3 separate regions of the Mus musculus genome follow, and regions 1 and 3 are each linked to region 2. A link is a contact called in public HiChIP or PLAC-seq and Micro-C data. All regions are on one chromosome and are shown on one strand. Each heading gives the region's core, a stretch centred on a gene start, on an enhancer-like site or on the middle of the called end of the contact. The rest is flanking DNA. Distances are from core to core; before and after follow the strand shown. Region 1 overlaps Atrnl1 (attractin like 1). Region 2 holds the start of Gfra1 (glial cell line derived neurotrophic factor family receptor alpha 1). Region 3 holds the start of Shtn1 (shootin 1).

The links. HiChIP or PLAC-seq counts read pairs in DNA pulled down with a chosen protein or histone mark. Hi-C and Micro-C count contacts between places; a contact is called where the count stands out from the background.
Region 1: a contact with region 2 is called in a CTCF HiChIP or PLAC-seq map of the NIH/3T3 cell line, with 5 read pairs. The contact joins the enhancer-like site here to the promoter of Gfra1 in region 2. A contact is called at or near these places in 17 of 39 promoter capture datasets (the C10 cell line, the HPC-7 cell line, HPC-7-derived erythroid cells and 10 more), 5 of 15 datasets of contacts at CTCF or cohesin (the NIH/3T3 cell line, embryonic stem cells, large pre-B cells and 2 more), 29 of 484 Hi-C or Micro-C datasets (the C10 cell line, the C2C12 cell line, CD4 T cells and 12 more), 21 of 115 datasets of contacts at active chromatin or transcription factors (T-cell acute lymphoblastic leukemia, bone marrow-derived macrophages, craniofacial prominence and 13 more) and 3 of 9 other capture datasets (adipose tissue, embryonic stem cells and macrophages).
Region 3: a Micro-C map of embryonic stem cells shows a contact between it and region 2, with 2.0 times the contacts expected there. The contact joins the promoter of Shtn1 here to the promoter of Gfra1 in region 2. A contact is called at or near these places in 1 of 484 Hi-C or Micro-C datasets (embryonic stem cells) and 1 of 115 datasets of contacts at active chromatin or transcription factors (pancreatic cancer cells).

Annotation. Positions count from the first base shown.
Region 1 is chr19:57,878,759-57,883,627 of GRCm38.p6, reverse strand. All of the region lies in intron 26 of Atrnl1 (attractin like 1), which reads right to left. Among named protein-coding and RNA genes, the nearest start is that of Gm52385, 45 kb to the left of the region's middle. Within about 2 kb of position 1,492, at least 13 of the 459 cell types and tissues checked have an H3K27ac peak or open chromatin away from gene starts, as enhancers often do. A contact at or near this core is called in the G1E-ER4 cell line and the NIH/3T3 cell line, where this site is marked.
Region 2 is chr19:58,453,242-58,457,541 of GRCm38.p6, reverse strand. It overlaps Gfra1 (glial cell line derived neurotrophic factor family receptor alpha 1), which reads left to right and starts at 2,144. Exons shown (of 11, transcript NM_010279.3): 1 at 2,144-2,344; 2 at 2,948-3,233; 3 at 4,085-4,300. The coding sequence starts at 3,194. It overlaps Gm41876 (a long non-coding RNA gene), which reads right to left and starts at 1,393. Exons shown (of 3, transcript XR_877966.1): 1 at 1,331-1,393.
Region 3 is chr19:59,074,282-59,078,540 of GRCm38.p6, reverse strand. Shtn1 (shootin 1) reads left to right here and starts at 2,472. Exons shown (of 17, transcript NM_001114312.1): 1 at 2,472-3,086. The coding sequence starts at 3,029.

The sequences.
Region 1 (4,869 bases), core at 243-2,742, 570 kb after region 2:
TGTGAAACACAGAGAACTTAGCAGGTCCCTGCTGTGTCTTCATATCCCCTCTAAGATTTGTCCTTCCTCAGCAGTTAAGTTTATCCCACTCACAGAGCTCTCCACAATGAAGGATGTCTAGAGCGAAGGACTTTCCTATTTTTTAATGTAAAACATTTTTCTCATACACCATATTCTGATTATGGCTTTCTCCCCCCTTCCCTCCCCGTGCCTTCCAGATCACCTCTACCTCCTCTCCCACCCAAATCCACACCCTCCCCATCCATCTCTCCTTAGAAAACAAATAGGCAACTAAAAATCATAGAATAAAAACAAGCAACAAACAGAAGAAAAGAGCCAGAGGAAAAGCACGAGAAACACGTCGACACAGAGACACGTATGTCATCACACACAGAAATCCCACAAAAACATAATATATGTGGAAAGATCTGTAAGGTTTAAATAAATAAAGCCTTGACCAAGCATCATGAGACACAAAACGTCTAAGCTGCCACTGAGTTCTTCGGTGTCTGCTATCCAAGATGGCCATGGGGTCCACGCTTAATGGTGGTGTGAAACCCTTCAATCCTCCACTGAGGGAAACAAACTTTGCTTTGCTAGGGTTTCTCAGTTAGAGAGAGTTTCTGGGTTAGGGATGGAGGCTTTTGTCTCACCTCTCGATTCTGGGACCCCATTTTCAAACCTCTATAGGAACAGCTGGGTATTTCTATCTCTAGAAAACAAGGATTTGCACACCACAGCAGCAGAAATTGCTTTATAAGAGGTATCTTGACGATATCCTCCGCCAAGGAGGCATCCTCCAGACAGATGGAAGTTCACCAACAGCACAGAGCACCGGAGGTTTGTAACTCAGCACACTGGTTGCCAAAGAGATCATAATACGGTCTACATATTTTAAGTCATTTAAAAGTTGTAAGCTGAGGCTGTAAGGAGAGGTTGGTTGTTAACATGCTTACTGTGCAAGTCTGAGGACCCGAGGTGGGATTCCTAACATCCATGTGAAAAGGCTGGGGGTAGCAGTGCCCCTGTAATCCTAGTGCTAGAGGCTGAAGCAAGAGGAGCCCAGGGCCGCAGAGCCAGGCCCAAACTGAGGGCTTCAGGTTCAGTGATAGACCATCTCAGCAAAAAATACAGAAAACATCTGACCTCAGCTTCTGGCTCCCACACAAGCACACACATGTTTGCCGGTGCTCCTGCACGAAAGCAGAGGTATACACGCCACATGCATGCTGATGCACACAAATACATGAACCAATACAGTCACATGTATCATGAACGCGCACGTGGTAATATATATGGCATACGTCACGGTGATACCGATGGCGGGGACTCCATCAGACGTGAGAGTTAGGAGGTGTTCTGCAAGTCAGACACATTCGGGTTCAAATGCTTGCCCTGCTCACTGACACTGGGACCACATCAACCTACTTGGGCTTGCTGCACCTCATTGTACTTCCCAGTGAGATGGAAGCAAAGGAAACTATGACTCAGCAGACTGACTCAGCAGAATGTCTAACGTGAAATGATACATATGAAGGGTGGAGCAAAGGCCTCCCTACATAGTACATTAACAAAAGACAGCTAGTTTAAAAACTGTACTTAAATGTAATCACTTCAGATGAGGTAACAGTATGTGTGTCTTCACTTTAGAGTTCATGTTTTCAAAATTACTTACCTTAAATGATAACACAAGTGGTTCTGATTTTTACCAATAAATAATGATACAGGCTGGTTTTTTTTTCACTCTGACTATTTTGAATCCATGAAGCCAATGGTCAGATACAATATTTTTATGTTCATTTGCAGCACCGGGTTTGGGATTATGAAAGTGAAATTGCTATCAAGTTAATAATGCTACTTTGGAATGACTAGCTACAAATTGTCTTCTATTATTAAAATAGTACTTTCAATATATTTTTTTAAAAAATCTAGCATAAAGGTTAGCATTCTAAGGTTCAAATCATTTGTTATTACTAAATCAGAATTTTACTAAAAATTCTCAAATGATAAAGACAATTATGATCACTTAAAAAGCTGCAGAACGAAGTATTCCAAACAGGCCTCACACAGGTCTGAGTTCTCAACCCACTACACCAAAAAGAGATTTAGTTTAATGGCGTGATCCTAGCCAAGCTCACAGCATACACTTTGATTCCCTCCTACGGGTCTAGATTACTTCTAATCAGTCATTAAATTCAGAACTTTAGCCTGACAGAAAGCCATGTGGCTGGCACAGAGGATAATCCAATAGAAAGTGACTTGATACTTCTGAAATAGGATCAGTCAATATCAAAGAACAGGTGACACACAGGATCACAGGAACAAAAGCTTTCTACGCGTCACGGGCCCACTCTGCTTCCAGAAGCGACCTACAGGAGGGGCCTCCGTCATATACATTGATATGATCGTAGAGATGGTACAGGTCCTTCGACTCGTGTTTTATTGAATTTAAAAATATTGACCTAAATCACTTCTCACATTTATCACTTTCTCTTTTCATTCAGGACATATTGGAAGAGCATTAAAGCGATACGTTTAGTACTAACTCAAAATTATTAACACTGTTATTTAATGACCAAGATGCATCATTTTAAAAGCATTTTTATAGACAAAATAAATTTGGGAGTACGTGGTTGACAGTTGTTGCATGTGGGATGTAATGTAAATACTGGCCAAGGATCCTGGGACACTGAGATAAATTCACTATGCAATGGCCTAGCTCCCTATCAACAGTATGTTTTCCTGCCCACCAAACTACAGGAAATCTTATTCTCTCAGCAGTGTCACGGGTGCGGAGGATGCAAACACACACACAGGGCTCAGAGCAGAAGGCAGAACCAAACCAAACAGTTAACAGTTGCATATGGCTTGACTCCCTTCCTGGACTCCAGTAGGCTGTTGACTTGGCTCCTCTCTGTTGCCTTTAATCCTCGCTGCATAACCATCTACATTTACATTTCCTCAACATAGATCAACTATCACAGCTGAGTGCATGCATACGAGTACTCGCTATGTAGATAAGGCATGTGAGCCATGTGTGTTGTGGAGCCACCACCACCTCTGCATGAACCATAACTGCAGGTTCTGCCTGAGAGCAAAATGTTTTAGTCATTGTCAACCTGTCCTGTTGGATCCTTAGTAATGCACTCTCTCCTGATGATCCTCAATCCTCCCTCTCCTGACTTACCCTCATTCCTCCCTCTCCTGACTGATCCTCAGTCCTCCCTCTCCTGACTGATCCTCAGTCCTCCCTCTCTTGACTGATCCTCAGTCCTCCCTGTCCTGACTGATCCTCATTCCTCCTCTCTTGACTGATCCTCAGTCCTCCCTCTCCTGACTGATCCTCAGTCCTCCCTCTCTTGACTGATCCTCAGTTCTCCCTCTCCTGACTGATCCTCAGTCCTCCCTCCCCTGACTGATCCTCAGTCCTCCCTCTCCTGACTGATCCTCAGTCCTCCCTCCCCTGACTGATCCTCAGTCCTCCCTCTCTTGACTGATCCTCAGTTCTCCCTCTCCTGACTGACCCTCAGTCCTCCCTCCCCTGACTGATCCTCAGTCCTCCCTCTCCTGACTGATCCTCAGTCCTCCCTATCCTGTCTGATCCTCAGTAATCCACACTCCCCATCTGACCCTCTCAGATCCAGACCTCCAGCCTCTCCTCACCACACAACAACCTCGAGCAGTTTCCCTGTCCACTGTTTTCCCTCAGCCCTTCCAGTCTCTGTTTGTCATCTTGAAAAACTCAGCAAGTGTTCTATCCCTGTGACAGGATAATGATCTTCAGAGTTATCTCCCAGCTGCCCCGTCTTCAACTGAGAACCTCTACAAGTAACTATACCACCAACCTTCTCATACCCCCCCCCACACACACACACTGGTCAGGCATCGTGATTTAGATTTACCACAGCAAACGTAACACTAGTGCCTTCTCTTCCAGATTCTACTTATAGTCCAAGCCTCTCCACCTCCCTGGATGTCACTGTGGCCCCTGGTCACAGATTTGAAGGTTTCCCCCCAGTTTCTGACACAGTGAAACTTAGAGATGCACTCCCCAAATTCCTATAAGCCACTTCTCCCTGTGCTATCCGTGTTTCTTCCCCACAGCCTGCACAAGCTGTCCCAACAGCATCACGGTCCTGGCCATGTATGGGGGCGTTCTTTTACCTCCCCACGCCACTGTCCACAGGAGCACAGGCTAGCTCAGGTGTGTACACACAGTCATTTGCCCGCAGTCTTTCACACTCATCCTCACTCACTGCCAACACTATTATTCTACTCTCCAGAAAGCAATGCCCATTTCCTGAGCCTATGCACTCCATTGGACTGAAGAACTCCCTCCTCACCTTGGGCAGGACTAACGTTTACAAGCGTCTGACTTCAGCTTGCAATTCATGCTCTCTGAGGCAGCTCCTCTAGTGTTTGTGTGAGCCTGTAGATGTTATTCTGCAACACATTCTGGTTTTTCTGTGTATAACACTTCTTAAATAACAGCTGTCTACTGCATAGCATGTAACCACCTACTCACGCTAGGATAAACTCAGTAGTTAGATACCTGCTCTATGTGGGCCCAAAAGACTGTCCATCGGTTAGTATACACATAATAAATACACACTGATTATCTAACAAATAAATGAAAAGAAGGGCAATGTGAACAATGTCAGGGAAGCATTGACTGTGCCAGGGGCCCTGCTAGTCAGGGTCCTGAGAGGAAACAGAGGCCACAGTGTCATTAGGATCATCTGAAGAATGCTTATAAGGGGTGATTTATGAAAGGATGATTTACGGAGGTGAGCAGAGTGTCGGGAAACCATGACCCTGAGTTGTAGTTGAAGGAGAGGAGGAGAGGCGGGGAGGCTCCGAGAAACCAGA
Region 2 (4,300 bases), core at 895-3,394:
TTATATATTTATCATATATTGAAGGCTAGAGTGAAGAAGGGGTATGTAATATTCTTGAAGCCATAACTATTTTCGAAAGAGTCCTTTATTCCACATTTAGAGAACTTTAGACCAGTCTTTCCTTTTCTGTTAAAAGTAGATTTTAACTAACTCCCTAGGATTAAGTAGAATAACCAAGTGTTTTCCCAACAAAAAAATATTTGGAATAGACTTAGCTAGTGTCTTAAATGAAACTTAACTATTCTTCAACCACCCAAAGTGGTCCCCAAAGAAAAGCACTGAATTGACAGAGAAAAATATTCCCACTCACTTATGAAATAGGACAACGGAGGGGGGTTTTATGTTTTCAGCATCAATGGGAGTCTTCAGCTAAGTCTTCTCATTAACATCCACTTCCTGGAGATTTTTGCCTTGGTGTGAAAATATGGAAATCTGCTTCTGTACGCAGAGACACTGATTGGAAGACTCAATTCCATCTCCCACAGTAGTTCCACCCTGTAGACTTCTGACTATCGCTAGAGAAAGAACTTAAGTAGCCCTTGGATCGAACCATCTGTCGCAAAAAAAATGTGACATATGCTTTCTTTGTTTACTCAACGACGGAGTGTAAACTGATACACTGAACTGGAAATCTGTGTAAGTCTGGTGTGATTGAATGTGACACCGGGGGAGGGGTTCCTGGCGAAGGCTTCAGACACTTCATACCTGCCCCTGAGGAACACGTGCAAGGCAAAGGAGGAGCTAGCACTGGCGGGATGTCCCCTGGGTTCAGGTTGCTCACAGAGGCACAGACTCTTTGAGGACTCCAAACAATGCTACAGCCGCCACAGCTGAAGGGCACGCCTGGCTGATGTGTACTTGAATGGAGGGCTACCCATCCCTCCTCCTCTTCTCCCGGCCCTTACGCCTTAAACTAAAGCCTTTGCCCTTTTCAATTAACACTCTGGATCAAAAAAAGAGCGTCTCTTTTTTTGTTCTCCTTGGCGGCCCATTGTCTGTGGTGATGGGTTTGCAGATTTGACAGCTGGGCTCATAGATTCGATTCAAACTCTGTTTTCCTGAGAGATGATGAACTTGGACATAGAAAAGATCTCTGACACAAGCCCCAAGCAGCGAGCTGGTCGGTCAAACACTACTACGGACATACTCTAGACAGATCTCTGGACCCCTAAAGGACAGCGGGTGTCACGGAGAGCGGGGTTCAGCAGCATCGCTGGAGCGATCCTTGAAGTTGGGGTGAAGGGCTGTGGATGTGTTCTGTTTATAAAATGTTTTTGAAAAAAAATTTACTCTTGAAACAGTAAAGATGGAAATCATCTTATAAAATTACCTAAAGCTGGGTCTGATCAGACTTCAGTGCAGTGGGCTGGGGTGGACTTTGCTTTGTCTCGCTGTCATACCAGGAGGAGAGAGGTGCATGAGCTCGCACAAGCATTTTATCAATGGGTGGGTGCATCCCGGATCGCCGCTCAGGGCTTAGGTCTGAGTGAGTCTGAATCTTGCCAAGTCTTGAGTCACAGCCGCGAATGACGTGGAGAAAAAAAAACAACTTTGTGTTCAAAAGGGTCTGGATGGGTTGCTGTGTTGCACTAAAGAAAGAGCCCTTGTGCACTGAAGGGGGTGGGGGTGCGCAGTCTCCGCGACGGCGGCGGCGTAGCGCTGCGGGTCCTGAGCCTGCTTGCCTGTTGGCCTTGGGTCCCACCGCCAGCCAGCCTGTAAGTCTGCTGTGGCGGACGGAGGAACTGCGCTTCACAGAAGAGCCGGCCCTGCGCTGCCCGGAGGCAGGAGCAGAAGCAGCCTGAGGGGCCTTTAGCCAAAACCAATCTGGGCATGCTATCCTCCCACCGCTTCCAATAACCGCTGACATCCCTACCGGGCATCGAGCCGGGGCGGGGAGGTCTGCTCGGAAATCGTCCTGGCCAACTCTGTCCTCCGAGCTGTAGCAGATTGTGGCATCGTTTTTTTACCTAGCACAGAGAAAGTGAGGCCGGAAAGAGAAAGAGGAGGCGGGGACACCCCAAAGAATAAATAAACAAACACTGGCTACTCGCTGCAGCTGGACACCGGTCAATTGGGTTCAGGTTCGTGGCATTTAGAGTTTTCTCATTCCACTTGAGAACCCATCGCCACCTCCCCTCCAGCCATCCCTTTCCATTTTGCTGGCGTCCTCCAACTTTGGGGCCAGGGGGGCGCTAGTGGTGCGGGGCTGCACCTGCTGGGGTGTGCAGATGCTGTGGACTAGCTCGCTCTCACGGGGCAGTGGTGTGGATGCACAGGAGTTCGGGCGCTAGGCAAGTGCGTGTGAAGCACTGAAGTCTAGGAAGGAGCCCAGGATGAGCGGCAGGTAGGAGTAGGGGCGGAGAAGCCAGGTTTCAGTACCAGGCGGGATGCGGGATGTCAGTTTCCTCTTGCCGGACTGCCTGGGAAGAGAGGCTCGTCCAGGGGAGGGGATGACGGTGACTGGGGTAGCGATCGGTGGCCGGGGACAGAAGAGCTAGAACGCTAGTGATCGAGCCAGCAAGTGAGTGGTCGGGCGAGAGCCAGGGAGGGCGGCCAACTTCCCGGAGCCGGAGCAGGGTCTTGGTCCAGCGGGGTTGGCTAAGAAGCCTTCGCCACCGAGGCTCCGACTCCGGGCAGCGCCAGCTAGCTTCCGGCGCTTGCTCTGAAAGTAATGGTTATTTATTTGCTTGCGTTCAGCCTCTTGGGTTGTGCGCGATATCCTCCAGCTTTGAACGTTGGGAGCCCTAGCGGACCTTACCAGCTCCAGAACCCGGGTTCCGGAGCTTCCTCGTGCCCGTAATAGATGAATTCGCACCTCCTGCTCTCGGACCCGAGTGGGGGTAGCGTTGAGAAGTCCCCCGAGGCGGGAGCGGGGGAGGGGAGAGGGGCGGGAGCTGGAGGCTTCAGCACTCTGGGCTCTCATTTCAAAGCGCGCTCTTCCTTCCAGGTTGGGTCGGAACTGAACCCCTAAAAGCGGGTCCGCCTCCCGCCCTCGCGCCCGCTCGGAGCTGAGTCCCTGGCGGCGGTGGGCGGCAGAGCAACGGGGAGTCTGCTCTCACCCTGGATGGAGCTTAACTTTGAGTGGCCAGAGGAGCGCAGTCGCCCGGGGATCTCTGCACGCTGAGCTCTCTCCGCGAGATCCGGTGGCGGCTTTGGATTTTGGGGGGGCGGGGACCAGCTGCGCGGCGGCACCATGTTCCTAGCCACTCTGTACTTCGTGCTGCCACTCCTGGGTAAGTCGAGACCGCTGCTGGCTTTCTCATCCAGAGTCTTTCATTGGGGGGTCCCTTGCGGCAGCCACTCCAGAATTGCGGGTGGGTGCCTTGAGTGTGGGTGGAAGAAGTTTCGCTAGGGGGTGAAGAGGTTCAAGAATCTCTGGGATTGGGAAGCAGTGCTGGCGCGTCTTTGAGCGGTTGATTTTATTTTGCCGTGTTTAAAGGGGGTGAGAAACAAAACAAAACAAAAACTAATAACCCAGCCTGGTGGAAAATTGAGGGGTCGTAGGCTTCCATCCCAGGGCGTTACTCCCCTTTGGAAGTCGGAGCTCCCTGAGACGCTCCGGCAGGTGGAGTGTGGTCAAATACCGCTGGGGTCGGAAGAGAGCAAACTTGGAATGGAAAACTTTTAAGGGAAAAACGTCTCTGCGCACCCGCGGGGCAGACTGTGGCACTCGTCTGCCTTTCGTTCAGAGCGCTAAGGGTGCCAAGCACCCAGCCTCGCTGTTCAGCTCAGTGCCCTTTTGCCCGCTGCTGGCCAGGAGACACTGCAGCCTCGGGTGCCTGGGGAGGCGGGGCAGCCAGCGGGTCAGGAGTGCTTGCTTCTGCTTTGGGACGCTGGGGCTGCGCGGGATCCCCGGCAAATCCCGCTAAGGCAGCCAGTGGAACCTTCCTTGTTGAGCCGGGGAGGGGCGTGATGGCAGTATTCCCGGGGTGAGAAAATTCCAGAAGAGGGGTGGACCAGCTTCCTACCTAATCTGCCCCTTCAGAATGATGGTGGAGGTCTATCATGCCCTGCCCTCCCGGGACCTGGAATCAGGGTACCCACTAGTCTGCTGCGTTCAAACGTTCTTCTGTTCACCCTGTAGATTTGCTGATGTCGGCCGAGGTGAGTGGTGGGGACCGCCTGGACTGTGTGAAAGCCAGTGATCAGTGCCTGAAGGAACAGAGCTGCAGCACCAAGTACCGCACACTGAGGCAGTGCGTGGCGGGCAAGGAAACCAACTTCAGCCTGACATCCGGCCTCGAGGCCAAGGATGAGTGCCGCAGCGCTATGGAGGCCTTGAAGCAGAAGTCTCTCTACA
Region 3 (4,259 bases), core at 1,223-3,722, 620 kb before region 2:
TGCATTATTAAGCAGAACAAAAACTAATTATATAACTCTATCCTTCCTATCAATATTCATGCCATATAAATAAGTCATTGTAACAGAAGCTCTGTATCCCAAGAAGTAAATCTAATAGTTAGCCTAATAATTCATAGCATGGCCTCAGGATAATAGGGCTTTGTTTTTCAGGTGGCTATTTTAATTCAAAGAGGGTACATGGAATTCATTTCAATGAGCCACCGATTCACTGTGAGGCCAAAACATTTCAATTTGAGACTCTCAAACTCCCCAGACATCATACTGTTGTTGGAATTGACAATTCTATCAGCCATTTAAAAGAGTGGAGATTTGTAAACCAATCTAAATATCAACAGGACATCCTGCTTCCCTGTGATGGAGCTGGAGAAGGTACTTCTGGTTCCTTGGGTTTGGTCATAGGCTAACAAGCTTCATGGCTGCCTTACAAAGCTAGGTAGTTATTTCTGATCACTTGAATCTCCTCTCTCTCTCTCTCTGTGTGTGTGTGTGTGTGTGTGTGTTTCTAGAAATAAATTATCATTCATTTCACAAAACACCTGGTGGCAGCCCATCCTCATATGGTCATGCAATTGGCTAAAAACTCGCATATCTCCTACCTTTCAAGTCCTAGGACTAAAAAGGTAACCCCAGGAGAAAGACCATGTGGTTATCTTTTGGGATCATTGAAGGAGCTCTAACTACCCCAGGCATGTTAACATGTCAAGCATGGCTCTGGCAAGCCTTGCCCTTCTCTTCTATTCCCCCTGTCTTGGCTAAAAACCATTAGATTACATTGCTAAAACTAACCATCAAAATCTATTCCCTTATTTGGCCACTCCCTCCTCCTGAGGCTGACTACCAAGGTTCAGCAATCTAAGTGTTGAAGTCCGGGAAACAAAAGCCCCTTTGACTCACCTAATTAACATGCCCAATTAAAATTAAACACCTCATCCTAACATAGGGTTTCTCCCCTTACCTTATATAAACCACCATTTTCCTATGGGCCATGTCTGGCTCCCATCTAGAGGCTGTCCTTTGTCTTTCTAGGACAAATACCATGTCCCCTCCTCCCTTGTTCCCTTTTCCTTCTCCCTCATCCTCTATCTCCTGTCTTTGTTTCTTACTCCTTGACCTTTGTCCTTTTGGGGCAAATCTTTGGGCAGAGAACTTGGTCTTGTGTGTCCTGAGCCTATACCAATCTTTATGATCATCACTGTAGCTGACTGGAAAATATTTTGAACTTATGAAACATTCTTATGAAACATTCCAGGAAGGACCAAATAGCAAAATCCCCACACTGAAATAATTTCATAAAGTTCCATCTTTCATTCTTTTTACTTAGAAATCCACACTGCCACCTCAGGCCACCCGAACAGTTAAACTATGCATTCTAAACCACTGCCATTTCTTAAAAGGGAATAGCCGATTCTGATTTTTCAACGGTCACCACGAGATGGTATGAATAATGAGTACCAGAAAGATACTGGTAATAGGATCTATGGGAATATCAATACACGTCTCCTGGCAGGGCCACTACCAGCCGAGTTGGGGCGTTTGCCTAAATTGAGACGCAAGGAATGAAGAGCTGGTGTTCTATATGAGTTTAGAGAGGATGAAGAAAACGAGGGCTGTGCAGAAGGCTCACTTAACCCGGATTTATCTGGAGCGCTTAATGATTGGAATAAAGAACTGTGCTTTTCTCAACTTGTTATTAGCAACCATAACACCTGTAATCATAAAAAACAAAAAATCCTCTGCGCAGAGCAGGCGGCATACCTATCCATTCGGTCCACCTTATTGGAGGTGGACCGGATGGATTGTGGGGCCTTAGCGCATGCTAGACAAGCACTTCTATTTTTTAGATTTGATGTTGTGGTCAAATTCCTCTCCCTGTTCAATTTTTTAAATTCTAAAAGAGTATGCTTTATTATTTCCATTCTTTAGACCAATTCCAGAGCTTGGGAGAGTCAAGCAAATGTTAGGAGAACTAGAGTTGGAGAATGCAAGCCTGCCTAGATATGTTTGCCCAGGTCTACCCCAGAGTTGGGTGTAAATGCCACCGAGGGTCCTTAAGAGAGGCAAGGACTGTCTTCAGTCCTTACACAGGAGGCTCCCTGTCATGCAACAAAGTGACCTTGGGTATTCAGAGTGCAGTGCCAGCCTCCCCAAGATGCAAGATCCTCCCACCGGAACCAGATGACCTTCCCTGCAGTTCTGGCCTGGTGAGGCACTTGGAGGCAGGGCCCAGGTTCTGACTCTGGCCTCTTCACACACGCTGGAACTGCGATCAGACTGCCACGCCCCCATCACCTCTTCTCTCTCTCTCTCTCTCTCTCTCTCTCTCTCTCTCTCTCTCTCTCTCTCTCTCTCTCTCTCTCTCTCCCTCCCTCCCTCCCTCCCTCCCTCCCTCCCTCAGACTGCTACCCACTACCCCCTACTCCTCAAGACTGCGGTGACTCAATTAGCCAGACAGACTGCAAACATGCACTTGCTTGGTGGACAGGTGCATGGTGTAGAACAGAGGGTTTTCCAGCCCTGGCTCCAATGAGCAGTGACTGAGAACTAGGATAGGAGCCTGGTCCTCTGGGGTCCGTCCGGTCCTGCTCAGATCCGCTGTCCAGCTCTAGGGTGGCGGACCTGGGGAACCCGGGTCGAGTCTCCATGGTGCGCGCCTCGGGTGGAAAGCCTGGCGCAGCGGCGGCCTTAGCAGAACCGCATACAGCCACCTGGGAGGATCGCAGGCGCCCCAGGGCCGTGACACTTCACCCGCCTCCAGCGGCCCACGCCCCTACCGGGCCAGGCGCCCAGACCCGCCCGCCGCAGGTGGGGCAGCCAGGGCCCGCGAGTAGGTGCGTGGGATGATCTCACCGCGTGCGGCGCGCCAGGAGGAGGAGGAGCGGGAGCGATCCCAACTTCCGGGTAGTGCAGCCGCACGCCGCGCCACCGGCATCTTGCTTTCTGCTCCCCCTCCCCCGTGTCCCCCTCGCCTCTCCCTCCTTGCCTTTTATCCCCAGCCCCACCCGCCAAAATGAACAGCTCGGACGAGGAGAAGCAGCTGCAGCTCATCACCAGCTTGAAGGAGCAAGGTAGGTGGGCCGGCTGCCGCAGGTGCCCAGCAGCGGCCTCGGGCGGGACAGCTCTGGGCGCAGCCGCAGGTGCCAGCCGTGGCCAAGGGACCGTGAGGCCGCCGCGGTCACCCCGCATCCCCAAGCGCCATGGGGTGCAGCGCCCTGGGCGGAGGAGCTGCAGCGTCTTCCCGCAGTGGGATCGCGCGCCCTGCAGGACTAGGGCGCGCGACCCGGGCAAAGGGACACGCGTCGGGCGTGGACAGGGTCAGGGCACGCACCTCAGTCCACGCGGGAGTAGCGAGCCGGGTAGGGTAGGATCGCTGGGCGCCGGGTAGTGGCTCAGTTGGCCTGGCTCCTAGCTGAGGCCGCACCCTTGCACACTTTGGCGTTCCTGGGCCTGCAGCGTTCCCTTCTTTTGGGTTCGGTCTAGTTCCTTTTTCTTTACCCAGCTGGGATTTTTCAGGGAACCGATGTGTTCTTATCACTTCCCATTTTTAGCAATTTATTAGTCAGTGAGTCGACACCCTGCCTGTGTGGGGCTTAATGAGGAAGCGGGGCTGGGGCTGGAAATCCAGGCCGTTTTGCATGCTTTTCTCTACCGCTTGGTAGCTAATGATTGCCATCAGAACATTTGTGAACAAAGCAAGATCCTAGAGACAGTTAATCTGACACACTTTAAAAATACCACGACTAATTATCCTGTTCAAAGTGTGGTTTGAGAATATGGGTCAAGAAAGAGGAACTGCACAGGTTTAGGAGGTAAAAGGTCATGCATGCTCTTTGCTGCAGGACTTGCTAACATTGGAAGGGCCCTGCTCAATGGTCCTATTCCTCTTCTTGACTCAGCTCTCCAGGAAGTTGGTGTCTTCCCATCACTGAGTCTTGTGACTGAGCCAGGTGGCTTAAGAGGTCCTAGCAAGGACTTGAGCCGCTTGCTGCTCTTCAAATCCATCAGCCACACTTCCGCAGAAAGGGCTCCACAGCACTGTACTGTGTGACCTCAGGGGAGTTACCTAACCTCGCTGAAATGGATGAAGCACTTTTCCCTATGTGGCATCTAGAAATCCAGAATGGGTGTTAATTGCTTTCATTTCCCCCTCTCATCTGCAATTAGCCTGAAGTCAGCCCACATCGCACCTGTGACTCAATGGATGGACAGAATGCCTTATTTGTAATCCTTCAAGTATTTTC